Regions from separate parts of the Mus musculus genome. Here region 2 is linked to region 1. A link is a contact called in public promoter capture Hi-C data. All regions are on one chromosome and are shown on one strand. Each heading gives the region's core, a stretch centred on a gene start, on an enhancer-like site or on the middle of the called end of the contact. The rest is flanking DNA. Distances are from core to core; before and after follow the strand shown. Region 1 holds the start of Tmem273 (transmembrane protein 273). Region 2 holds the start of Wdfy4 (WD repeat and FYVE domain containing 4).

The links. Promoter capture Hi-C pulls out the DNA fragments that hold promoters and counts their contacts.
Region 2: a promoter capture Hi-C map of the HPC-7 cell line shows a contact between it and region 1. The contact joins the promoter of Wdfy4 here to the promoter of Tmem273 in region 1. A contact is called at or near these places in 14 of 39 promoter capture datasets (the 3T3-L1 cell line, 3T3-L1-derived adipocytes, the HPC-7 cell line and 7 more), 3 of 484 Hi-C or Micro-C datasets (LSK cells, embryonic stem cells and nephron progenitors) and 1 of 9 other capture datasets (adipose tissue).

Annotation. Positions count from the first base shown.
Region 1 is chr14:32,782,274-32,788,753 of GRCm38.p6, reverse strand. Tmem273 (transmembrane protein 273) reads right to left here and starts at 2,791. Exons shown (of 5, transcript NM_001163616.1): 1 at 2,658-2,791. The coding sequence starts at 2,703.
Region 2 is chr14:33,183,747-33,190,167 of GRCm38.p6, reverse strand. Wdfy4 (WD repeat and FYVE domain containing 4) reads left to right here and starts at 5,102. Exons shown (of 59, transcript NM_001146022.2): 1 at 5,102-5,300.

The DNA.
Region 1 (6,480 bases), core at 1,542-4,041:
TCCTCGTCTGTCCAAATGGGCATGGTTACAAGAACACTCCCACTTGGGGCTGGTTTGGAGAGGTGGATGAGGCCCCCGGGGTGGTTCTGAGGTGTTAGCTCTCGGGAAGTGGGTTCACCATGCTTTTGAGGAAAAGCTTCATCGAGAGAGGAAGGGGCACTCAGAGTCAGGAAGATTCTAACAGCAACAAGCAGTGTGTACAACCTTCCTGAGAAGTGACAACGATACATAAGCTATTGTATCAAATCATTATGAAGATGACCAAATGCAGTCAGATCCAGAACCATGGCCCAGAACAGGCAGCTTTTATGTCTGCTAGATGGGGCCTGAATGGAGGCAGCATTGCCAAAAGGTTCTAAATGAAAGACTAAAGCAAACGTTAGGAGTGTTTGTATTACACACAGAAAAATAAAACTAGACCCTTTCATTAAGATGCACACACAGATACAGTCTATTTTTGAATGATGCAATCCATTTAAAGGTGAGTTTTAAAATGTATCTTAGATGATGTTCTAGTTCACTTTTCTGCTGCTGTGATGAGCATCATGACCCACATCAATCAACTTTTTATCAAGTTGCTTATTGGCCAGCTTCTACCTCATGCTGGTCAGCTTTCTGACCCAACCCAGACCACCTGCTCAAGGGTACCACCACCCACAGTTAGCTGAGACCCAACACACACACACCACACACACACACACACACACACCAATCAACAACCAAGACAATTCCCCATAGACACGGCCACTGACCAATCTGATCTGAGCAATCCCTTAATTGAAATTCCTCCTGTGCTGAGTAACATCCTGTTAAACGTTTTTGGGAAGCTTTTACCCTCATTATTTCTTTAGAGTAAATTCTTTGACAAGGAATTTCTGGGTCAAAAGTTGTGAACAGCTTCCTTTCCCCTCCCAATAGCCTCTGTGAAGTGGAATCAGTGAGTGTGCCTAATGCCTGGTCCTGAGCGTACACCAGGAGTCAGACACGCTGCTAAGAAACCTCTCAACCACCATACCATGGGAAGGAAGTAGGACAGATCATTAGCCTCAACTGATAGACGAGGAAACTGGCACAGAGAAGATGACTGCCTTATTTCTCTGTGCTTGCAAAAAACAGAACAAAAAGTAACATGCTGGAAGTCTAGAGCTGCCTCGCGGTCCTCTCTATGCCCTACCTTTATGTGAAAGCATTTAAGAGCAGAATGACTGGGCCCCAGAGCTTAAAAGGGCACCCAGAGATTGCAGTACCAGGATGTCTTTCCATGACACTGTGGGGACTGACTTTAGCCAGTACTTTGCACCTCAGAAGCACCAAAATATGCCACACGCTATTACTTCTCTTTGGGTTTGTCAGACGGAGCATCTTAAAAGGCTTACTGTCTGCAATTTTTCAGTGAATTGTCTGTTTATATCATTTTACTTTATTCTTCGTTTTTAAATTCGACCCCTACCCCAGATTCCCCACGATGGAGCGGCCTGTATTTCTGTCGGCCCAAAGCAGAAAGAAAGTGAGGTTAGAGACTCTGTTGGCTTCTGGCCCTTTGCCTGGCAACGATACTGAGTTTGGTTGTCCTGCGCACCCTTATTCACTGCTTGCTGGTCCCTGCGACCTCCTCATTGTCGCTGTCAGGAACCAACATCCACGAGTGGATGAGAGGGGTCTGTCGCAACATGCCAATACCAAAGACCCAGGTATTTATTGTGCTGCCCCTTCGCGGTGCGGGTGCTCGCTCGTGGATACCTGCTACGGTAATCTTGTCTGTGTACCGGATTCAGGCCACACCTGCAGACTCAAGAAACCATTAGGAGGCAGACTGCTTGCTTTTCGGTTTTGTTCAGTTTTCTGGAAAAGGCATCTTAAAGCATATGAGTGCTGCCTTCCGAAGAAGCACAGTTGACGCCAAGGGCACTTTGCGAAGTAGCCCTCCTCCCCGCAGCCGCTGCTCTCAGTGTCTCTGCGTACTTCTAGCAATCTTGTAGCTCCTCTCACTTTACCACGTTTCTTCCTCTCTATGCCTGACTTTTTATTTCTTCCCAGTCCTTGCCCACCTTACTCCCGCTTCTCTCCTTCCTTCCACCTTTCAATGCTTGGCCAAAAACAAGTGCTTTAAAACAAACAAACAAAAATGCTTCTGGGTCTACTCTATTGGCCATTCCTCTGCCCGCTCTACTCCGCACACAGTCATCACCAGGAATGGGGCAGCCCCACCAGCCTGTCTCTTCTAGGCAATTATCTTGACTTGGATCGATTAAGCTTAACTCAGTTCTCTCACAAGCCTATGAAGGGAACACTATCTTCCACTTCGTTAGGTCAGAAGCTGAAACTCAGGGTGCTCAGGGTGCCAGAAGCATGTTCCGGTTTGGGAGGAATGAAGCCACAGTTGAAGCAGACTGTCCTTTAGCCAAGCCTGGAGCTCTTCCTCTGCACCCCCCTCAGCCCTCTCCTCCCTCAGCCCAGCATGCTTGTAAGCAGCATCTAAACTGAAATGGGGATATTGCCCACTATCCCACCCAAGTCAGCAAGGCCATCTAGCCCGAGGGATGTGTCACAATTCAGAAGGAAGCCCATGGGTGTCTCATCTACAGTTTAAACTCACTGGGCTCCCAGGCTGGCAAAGGGTAACACCCACTCCATTTCTACTATCTGCCTTCACTTACCTAAGAGGAAGAGGAGGACTCTCAGTAATGGGACCCCAGAGCTCATAGTGGTGTCTGTCCTGACTCCTTGAGATGAAGCAAGTGAGCTGTCTGACCCCAGGCTCCAGGGATGGGAGCTAAGCCCCCACGTGACTGACAAGGAAGGAAGCTACAGCCACAGCCAAAGACTGTGGGTTCTTCTTGGCCCTTTGCAGGCAGGGGTGAAGGAAGTTCCTGTTATTTGGGCTCTGCCTAGTGGCGAGTGGGAGAGAGTTCATGTGTGCCCAGGAGGGTGTACCACTGGATGCTAAAGCTCGCAAGTCCTCCTCTGGCTCTCTCCCCAGATCTCCAACACTGAAGCATCACTTTGGTTTCTTGCCCAAAGACCCCTGCTGGTAGGTCTTAAAGGAGAATGCTGCCTGCTCTGGTCTGTACAGAAAGCCAGATTTTAGAGTAGCCTCTAATGCCTGGGGCTGGAACCACCTCCTCTCCCTCAACACAACTCTGTGATAAGTCATTGGTTCTTTGGAATCTGGGGAGGCCTGTTACCCTCTTCTCAGAAACCTTTCTGATGCTATTAATATCAACCAGCCCCTAAGGCATGTGAGACCTTTGTCTCTGGGCTGCAGCCTTGATGCCTGTTTTTTGTTTGTTTTTTGTCTTGTTTTGTTTTTCCCAGAGAGAGCTTATTGTGTAGACCAGGTTAGACTTAAATTCTTGATCTCTTGCTGAGGCCTTTTTCATGCAGTGATTGCAGATGTGTGCAAACAGACCCAGCTATGTAAGTGTCAGACATCCACACTCAAGTAGACAAGGTTTATAAAATAAGTCAGGAGCACTGAGACATGGATGGATATTGAAATGGTTCTTAGAAGGTTCTTCATGCTAAAGAAGTATGTCTGCTTCTTACCACACAGCAAACAACAGGATATGTTCACAGATTAAAGGGCAGGCACACACTTTCTAATGGTATTCATTCAGCTGTTTGCAAGGGTGGCGGTATGAGGGGCCAATCCCTAGCCCTATAAGGGGTTGGTCTCATGCTGCTGTGTATTCAAATACTAAATACTGGCCCCCAAGATCTGGTTGCCACCCAACGTGGAGATCCTCACATACACCAGATGATGCTATGTATCCTTGCCCTCCAAGCTAATTGGCCAATAAAATACTGTGACTGGGCAGTAGATAGAGGTAGGCGGGTTTTCAGTTACCTGGCTAGGAGTTTCAGATAAAGACAGAGAGAAGAAGAAAGGACACAGAAGGGGGAGGAAGCAGCCACAAGAGGAGAAAGACCATGAACACGTAGCCAGGAGAAACAGCAAATAACAAGGGACATATGACTGGGATGTAAATTAAATAGCTCCAAAACCTGCCCAATCTTGGCTTACAGCATGTAAATAAAATACCTGGATTGTGTGTGCTTTATATGGCTAGGAAGAGTTTATAACTCTTTTCACATGACCCCTGCTCATAGCAGTCACCACGTGATAACATCTCTGCGGTTTATGTGCCGCTCACTTCTGCACTGGTGGGAGGGAGGTGCTAGGCTTCCCTTCAAGGTCAGAGAATGCAAAAGTCATTTTTTTCCACTCAAGTTCCCAGAACTCTCGTTGGGTTGCCTCTCCCGGCTCATCGAGCTGATGTGAGGCTCCAAGTACGGTAGATAAGCAATGTTACTTTTTAAATGTTCGATCCACATAGTGACAAGTCCGGAGCCTCTAACTGAGCTGGCAGAGGGTGAGCCACCCACTGGGCTCTCATGTTAAACCTCTAAGTGTCAGCCAACGATGGTAGCCCTTCCTCCTGGGCCTAGTGCTCTCTGAGGACGTGACACTTACGTGACCCTCACAGCTTCCTGTCTTGACTATTAATACTGACTGGAGTCTGACAGAGGAAGAAACCAAACCACAGTCTACACAGAGGTGGGTATGAAAGCTGAGCTTGGACCACTCAGTCAGCAGTGTATGCCACCCTCCTGTCAACCTTTGACAAGCATCAGAGACCCACCTGTCTGAACAGAGGTGGCCAGATGACTGGGGTGGCCAGATGTTCATTAGACCGTTTCTCATGGTTACCTCTGCTCCTTCTAGGTGTGAGAAGCAAGGAACTCATGCATCCTGAGCAATGCAATCTGCAGCATTTTAGTGACTTAAAAATGTTCTATCCCTCTACCTCACACATACTAATATATTTATATAGTCTTAATACATATTTCAATGTGGTTCTACATGGAGGTTAGAAAGTTTCAGGCCATCTTGGGCTCTATGGTGAGACTCTGCCTCAAAGCAAGCACACACACACACACACACACACACACACACACACACACACACACACACACAAAAGCTGAGCATGAAGCTCAGCAGTAGAGCATTTGCCTGATGTACCCAAGGCCCTAGGTTAGATCCTAGCCCCTCAACAATTTAAATACTCACACATGTTTCTCTTAACACATATTAATCTAAAAGGAGTCCTTCTTATTAATGATGTGTAGGAGGAATTCTTCACCTGCTCTGAGAGTGCTATAAGGAACTGTACGAGTTTGAGAGACACTTGGTGATGAAACGTATTTATTACCCATGCGGATGACCCAAGTTTGGTTCCCAGCACCCACACGATGGCTTACAGCCACCTGTAACTCCAGTTTCAGGAGACCTGGCACCCAGATGGATTAAGTGGCCCTATGCTGATATAAATATCCATTTTCTGATGCTGGCAATCAATTTTCAAGTGTTTCCACATGGCAAGTTAATACAGTCATCAGCCTACTCCCTGCTCTATAGCTTCTGGGGACCTCCTCTCAGAGAATGGCCTGTCCATACTTCCCAGGAAGGGTAGAAGCTTCAGAACTTCTGCTTTTGACCTGACATCACTTCCTGAGCTGGGAAATCGAAGCCTTCTGGCTGCTAGACTGGAGAATAAAGTAGAGCTCAGAGCCCAAAGATCTCTGCTAGGCTAGAGGCTACAAAGATCGCCTGACACCTCCAGAGACCTCTCTGGTGTGGCATGATGCCCCAGCATGTGCAGGTGTCCTACCCTATGTGCCTGTCATGAATAACCCGTGGCTACGGATGTCACAGGTACCATGATGGCTCCCACAGCACTAGCTGGAGAGTGGGAGGGCCCAAGTCACAACTTTACCTGGTGCCCTATACAGCTTGAGCTTAGCATTAGGACTACTTAATGGAGGAATCAGATGCTGGACTAGTTAGCACAGTGTCTGGTCCAACAGATAGAAATAGAATAGAACATACCTGGTACTAGAGAGGTCACCTTACATCCAGTCAACAGTGAGGGCCCTGCTTCAGCAACAGTGATGGTCTGCCCTCCAACCAAGCCTCTGTTTCACCTCCAACTCCGTCATTCCATGGAGTCTCCAGTCCTCCTCATGTGCCTCCAGCCCTGCCCCATATACCTTCAGTATAAGATGGGAGGGATGGTCAAGCCGCCAGCATCGTGAGATAGTCGCAAAAAGTAAAGACAGGGAAGATTTGACACAGAGGTGGGCTATTAGATTAACACAGGACACACAGCTATTAGAAGCATCCAAGTCACATTCACCTCTAACTGCCCCAAATGGCCATATATAGGCTGCAAGGGAAATCTTTAAATGTCAAAGGATGTGTAGCATACAGGTCATCTTTCTTAGCACAGTACAACTGAGTAGAGACAGGGACAGAAATAGACAGCTAAAGTTCAGCAGAGTTGGAAATCTAAAGACTTTTTTTGTGACACAGAGGTCAAAGATGAAATCACAGTGAGAATTAAAAGCACCTGGAGTTGAATGGTCATAAAAACGTTACACAGCAGATTTCATAGAGCATCAGAGTTAACAGAAGGAAAT
Region 2 (6,421 bases), core at 3,853-6,352, 400 kb before region 1:
ACGGGTTTTCCCATCTCAGAGGAAGAAACAGCCGCAGTGCAGTTAAATGTGCAGGCCTTGGTCGGAGTACGGATCCCTATCCCGGAAGCTGGTGCGTGCGTGCCGTGCGTCAGCTTCCGTCTCTCCAGCTCCAGGCTTCCTGTCACCCTCTTCAGCACAGGTGCAGTACATCCGGTAGGAGCTGATGCTGCTGAGCATCTCTGGCAAGATCTTTGGGGGTAGGCGCGATGGGGAGCCATGTTGCTGGCAAGAGGGGGCTGTGGAGTCGGCCACAGGTGCAGTGCTGCAGCTTCCGTTCCGAACAGAAACCCCGGGGCAGAGGGTTGTGCCAAGCAGAGATCCAGGCATGACCTCTATCCTTGCAACAGATGTTCCTGGGGCAGGAGATAGCCCATTTCATCTATCTTCACAGTCTCCAGGGAGATTCCATCTGAGAGAGGCATTCAACCTCAGTCAAACTCACACATCCAAGAACAGAAACAATCTCGTTCTTTCTGCTCCACCACCCAAAATGTGCTACCCCCAGGAGGGTTGCTGACCCCACAGGGTCCGTTGCAGTTAACCCCAGCCTCCTGACCGTGGCCGTTGGGTCCCTCTGCAAAAAAGCACGTTAACATATGGTGTCTCGCAGGGTCTATGAGGAGGAAGCCAGCAACTGGTCCTGTAGGTTGCAGGATGAGAAACGCCCATGAGTCTGGTGCCCCCTCCCCCGCCCCCGTTTCATGGAACTTGGGGCCGGGTGTTCTGGTCTGCGTAGTGCAGCTGGGTTTCCCTAGCCTCAGGGGATCTCTCACAGGGTGGAGCTGAACTACACAGCTTACAACCTCCATCCCTGGCCAGATTTCAGGGCCACACTTTTTTTTTTTCTTTTTTAAAAATTAGATCAGGTATTTGCATATCCAAAGGAAGTTGTGGGAGCAAGTATATCTTTTAGTCTGCTGCCGTTCCAGGCTCTTGGGGACCATACAAATTCATCAGCACCCATCTCTTCCATCGGAAGAAAGAACTATAGAGTGAAGCTGGGAATTGAACTCAGGTCCTCAGGTTTGCACGGCAAGCACTCTTGCCCACCGAGCCGTCTCCCTAGACTCATTTTAAAATCTAAAATATTACGAATATTTACATGCACGCGTCTTATCTCCATGATCTTGACAAGTTGCTCCATGTGTATAGTCCAAACTATGAAGCTAGGAGTTAGAAACTTTCATCACTTCAGGAAGTTTCACTAAAGCTGTCTCTAGTCAATACCCCTTACTAGGGCGAGCACTGTTTCACCCTTTGAGAATTGTGTTTGAAAAGTGCTTTTTGTGTATTTTAAAAAATATTCACAGTGTCTGTGAGATTCATTCATTTTGCAAGGGGATCATTATTGTAATCTTTTTATTGCTACGCGGACATATTGAACGTATTTACCATTAGCTGTTTACCTGTTGCCTCCTGAAGGCCATTTGGGTTGCTTCTGTGTTTTAGCAAAAATGATATAGCCATCATGCATGTGCATGCATTATCTTCTCCAGAATCGAGTTCCTGGGTCATTTGGCACTTTTATATTTGACTTCTAAAGATACATATTTTTATTATTTGAGAATTCCATGCATACACACACATCCACCCATCTGTTTACATTGTGAGGAGCTGCTGGGGCATTTACAAAAGCCAGTGTCCACACATTCTTACCAGCATTGCAGGCCAGCAGGGGAGGCCCAGACACCTTAGTGTGGTTTGAATTTACACCTCTCTGCTAACTAACAATGTTGAACACTTTCTTGTCATTTGTGAACTTGGGGGTAATGAAGTGTATATTCAAGATTTTCACTTGTTTTTTGATGAGTTGTTTATGTTCACTCAATTAGTATATGTGTGTGTGTGTGTGTATGTATGTATGTTTAGGCATGTATGTACCATGGTACACAAGTAATGGCCAGAGGACAACTTTTGGGAGTTAATCTCTCTTTCTATCCTGGGTTCTACCTCAGAGTCACCTTGCTGGCCCAAGTTGTTTGTCTTTTGATTGTCAGTTTGTTGGGACACAGCCTCTTCCTTCTCCTCCTCTTTCTCTTCCTTCTCTTCTTCCTCCTCCTCTTCCCACTGCCCCTCCCTTTTCTTCCTCCCCTCCCCTTCTTCTTCCTCTCTTCTCCATCCTCTTCTTCTTTTTCCGAAGGGCTTGGGACCCTTGGGTCTGTGCATGCTAGGTCAGTTTTCTTCCACTGAACCACACCTCTCCCTGGAGCTCTGTATGCGCACTTCCTTGATCGGATTACATGTGTCTTCTTCCCTAATAGTGTCTCCTCTTAGAGGAAAACTTGGATTTGGATGGAGCCAGATGCACTGGTTCCTCTCTTCTAGCTAATATTTCTGTTTCCTTCTAGGAGCACTATGGCCTTGGTTTTATAGTTGTGACCAAAGCCAAGATAAACACTTTCAAAGTTCCAATGTGATTATTCACAGAAACATACAAAAATCTTGATGTTCATCTGGACACAGAAGACTTGAATTTTCAGCAAAACCAGCAAAAAAATCCTTAATATGCCAAATTTCAAAATATTATTACAAAGTCACAGTAGCTGACATGAAACAGACACGAAACATCTACCACAATAACACAACAGAGAGCTCAGAGTAAGGCCAGGCAGATTAGGTGGTCTCTGAAAGAGGTGCCTTGAAGCCACACAGACCACATTTCTAGCAATGCCACATGATCAGCGAGACAATATAAAGGCATTCAAAAATAAAACAAAGCTCCAGCTGTCTCCCCCTACTTCCCGACAAGAAAACCCATTCATCCAGAACACATTGTTCATGGTACTGCAGTTCCAGCGTGTGTGAATGATGTCCATGAACTTGGCAAAGACAGATAGGATGTTGATGCTGCTGTTAAAGATGATACTGAGTCTCTGGAGAGAGAAAGCTTGAAGTCTTTGCAGTGAAACAACATCAACAAGCCCAGGCTACAGAGAATATATACCCTGACTCCAAAGCTTTAACAACAACACAACAACAATAATGATCAAAAGCATATACTTGTCAGCTATTAGGACGGTAGCCATTTTTAATCTTATTTCCATTATTTATTACATTATTACATAATGTGCAAAATTAACATACTTTATTTCGGAAATTAGCTGAAGTTACAGATGTGCTCTGCCATGCCCAATGTTTTCATGGATGCTGGGCACCCAAACTTAGACTCTCATGCTTGTACACAAAGCACTCCACGTTTCCTTCTTGTGTTCCTGCCATTTGTTTTCTTTTCTTTTATCTTTCTTTCTTATTTTTAATAGCAGAGTCTAAGTGCCATCCATGTCCTGTGGGATCATCCGCTGGAGCATGGCCAACCTGCTGAGGACCACACAGCCCAAGATAACTGACTCTCATTCCTCTAGCTGCTGTTGGCTGTCAGTAGCTCAGGGAACATCATGGAAGACAGAGAGCAAAGACTATAAGAGTCAGAGGTCACGGAGGACCAGGTATCTTTGGACACGACAGGACTGCTGTACTCATTAGCCAACAGCAGCTGTGGCTTCATGCATAAGAGTTGCTCAAGATCAAGCCAGCCAGTGTTCTATCATGGATAGAGGAAAGTCAACTGAGCCTCCATTGTCTTCTGACTTCTGTTGTTTCTGATACAGCATTCGCTTAAGTCGCCATCAAGTTGTTCCCTGTGTTTCTTTTCTTGCCCACTGTTCATTGGGTAACATTATTTTTGATGTTCATGACTTTGACCATGGAAAACCTAAGGGTGTTTCCCTTCCACATGGCAATGCCCACCTGTGGAAGGAGTCTCTCTGCTCCCCTGGTGGGTGGCTTCTGCACTGGGCCTGAGTTGTTTGCTGAGCCCGAGTGTGAAACTTTCCCCATAGGAAAAGCTGGAGTTATGGGAATGTGCATATTGTAAAGGCACAAGGCTGCAACATCCAATCAGAGATTCCTCTCTGCTCTTATAAGTGCCTGGACCCTGCCCTTTCCCCTACTGACCCACATTGTCCTGTGGGTCATCTGGGCAGAACATCACCTGCACGAATGAAGTCACCTCATCAGGAGAACACCCCACTTTCTCCTTTGTGTGTTTCTGAGCCTCACACTCCTGCAACCCCTAACCCTTGGCTTTGTCTCCCCCAGTCCCCCCTGTGCCTGGCTTATCTACAAAGACGTTTCTGATTTTCTCTAAGCTTCTGCTCCAATCTAGTCTTCTCCATCCTGTGGAGACATTAAGAACTCTGCTGGGGTCTTAGAAAGAGCCATTCTTCCATATTGGTATTCCACACACCTGCTCCCATACCTTACCATTTAGAGAAGGGAAGGCATTTAGATTTAGTTCCTAGGGATTTGAAATTAGGACTGGGAGGCTGAGGGTTAGGACGAGGAGCCATACGGACCCCAGCCTGCTGGGCACACAGCTAGTAAGCAGCAGAGGCGGAATTCAGACATGGGCACCAGGCTGTACTTTCCCTTCTGTTCCTAGGTCCCACCTGGCTCTGCTTGATCACCAAACACACAGTCTCAGGGGAGCTTTTGTGAAACCCATGTTGTCCTGCCAGTCATTGGTGAAGCAGCTCTGTCATTGGCTCCTTGGAGGGAAGGATGGGAAGGGCAGGCATCTGCTGACTTCCCACTTCTGCTTTCTCCAGGAAATGAAGAGAAACCCAGCACAAGTGATTCATAATGAAACACTGTTGTTGATGGCTGCCATGCGAGGCCAGGTCTTGGTCTGTTCCCCTGAGCTGAGCCATTGGAGGCTGGGGATAGAAGCACTCACACCATGTGACATCCGCAGGCTTTGACCACCACCCTCCAGGTACGTCTTTCTGATCTTGGATAAGAGAGATCAGCCAGGTGGGGGCTGTTTGTTGCGGTAGACTGCCCCGCTGCTTCCTGCAAAGCCAACTGTGGAGCACATGTGTGACCATCAGTACTTAGTCTGAATGCGGGGTGGCAGAGAGGAGGGACGATTGGCAGGAAGTGAGCGGTGAAGGAGGTCCTTGTGGTCAGTGCCTCTCAGCACCCTTGTCACTTGTGAGTTTTGCTGAGCTGACCAGGCACTAGATCATTCCTTACCCTCTGACCACGGGTTAAGTCCCTTCTTTAGACTCTGCTGAGAGGTAGGAGTCTGCCACAGCTGGGGAAAACTAACTCTGGCTTGTGCCACTGTCAAGGTATAGAACGGGACACTGACTGAGACGCTCCTCTCATAGCCCTGGTGTAGCTTGTGAAGGGTGGACCACCCACCCTGGCCTTCGGGGCAGCTGGGCAGACCTGGTCTTGCCCTTAGCTGGCCCCACCCTTGCCTGCCCCAGGATCTGGTAAGTAGAAGTCTCTTAAGGTGGCATTTCTTCACCTGCGTTATCACACGCAGCCTTTGAATTCCAATGTTTCTCATTAACAGCAGCATCTGGGCCACTGAGGATTGATCCCTTTCTCCTTCAAAACCCAGCTTTCAAGAACCTAATCCTTTGTCCCAGTCTTTCCGAAGTGATGACTGGGCGTTGGGTACTGTCTTTCTAGGGAATATTTCAAGTATAATTGTCTCCATTTCTATCCACTTACGTCCAATGAACTAGTAAAGAGACAAGTTACAGATGGGGCCTGTGATGCCGGTGCGGTGACATAAAGTGGGTTGGAGGAATGTGCAGGATGGACAGGGAGGGCACACATCTGCTGAGAGGACACTGAAGGAGCCCAGCCCTGCACTGTGGTTTCTGAGAATTGCTCTTAAAAGCCTTCAGGAAGGCTTGGAGGTCAGTGTGGTACCTTGCAGTGAAGGGTGTGCTGGGGGCTGGGGACTAGCCAGAGAGTTGGGTGTGGGCTCAAGTGTGGGAAAAATTCTCCTGTCTTTACATCCTTGGTGTCTGGTCTGACCTCCTATGGGCCTAAAAGAGTTTTCTTTTTTATTAAATTTTAAAAAAACCTTATTTTATTATCTTGTGTGTATAGGTGTTTAGCCTGAATGACCCTCTGTCCCAGCTTTGGGATTATTGTTTCCTTGTTTTTATTTCTGATTCCTCCACTATCTCTAAATTGTTTAATACATGTCTGGTAGTTTGAATGGGAGTGCTTTCCTTAGGCTCATATATTTTCATACTTGGTCTCTAATTGGTGGAAATGTTTGGGAAGTGTTAGGAGGTGTGGCCTTGTTGGAAAGGGTGAGTTACTGGGGGCGGGCTTTGAGGTTTCAAAAGTCCTCTCCCTTTGTTTCTAGTGAGGGCCTCTCTCTTTGCCTCTTGGATGTGATTTTTAGACTCTCAGCTGTTCCTGCCACTGTTCCTTTGCTCTGACATCATGGATTCTAATCCTCCGAACCTGTAAGCAACAGATTAAATGCTTTCTTTTGTAACTTGTCTTGGTCATGGTGTTTTATCACAGCAACGGAAAGGTAACCCAAACTATATATGGCTTTATTTTATACTTTTTTGAACTTAGCCTG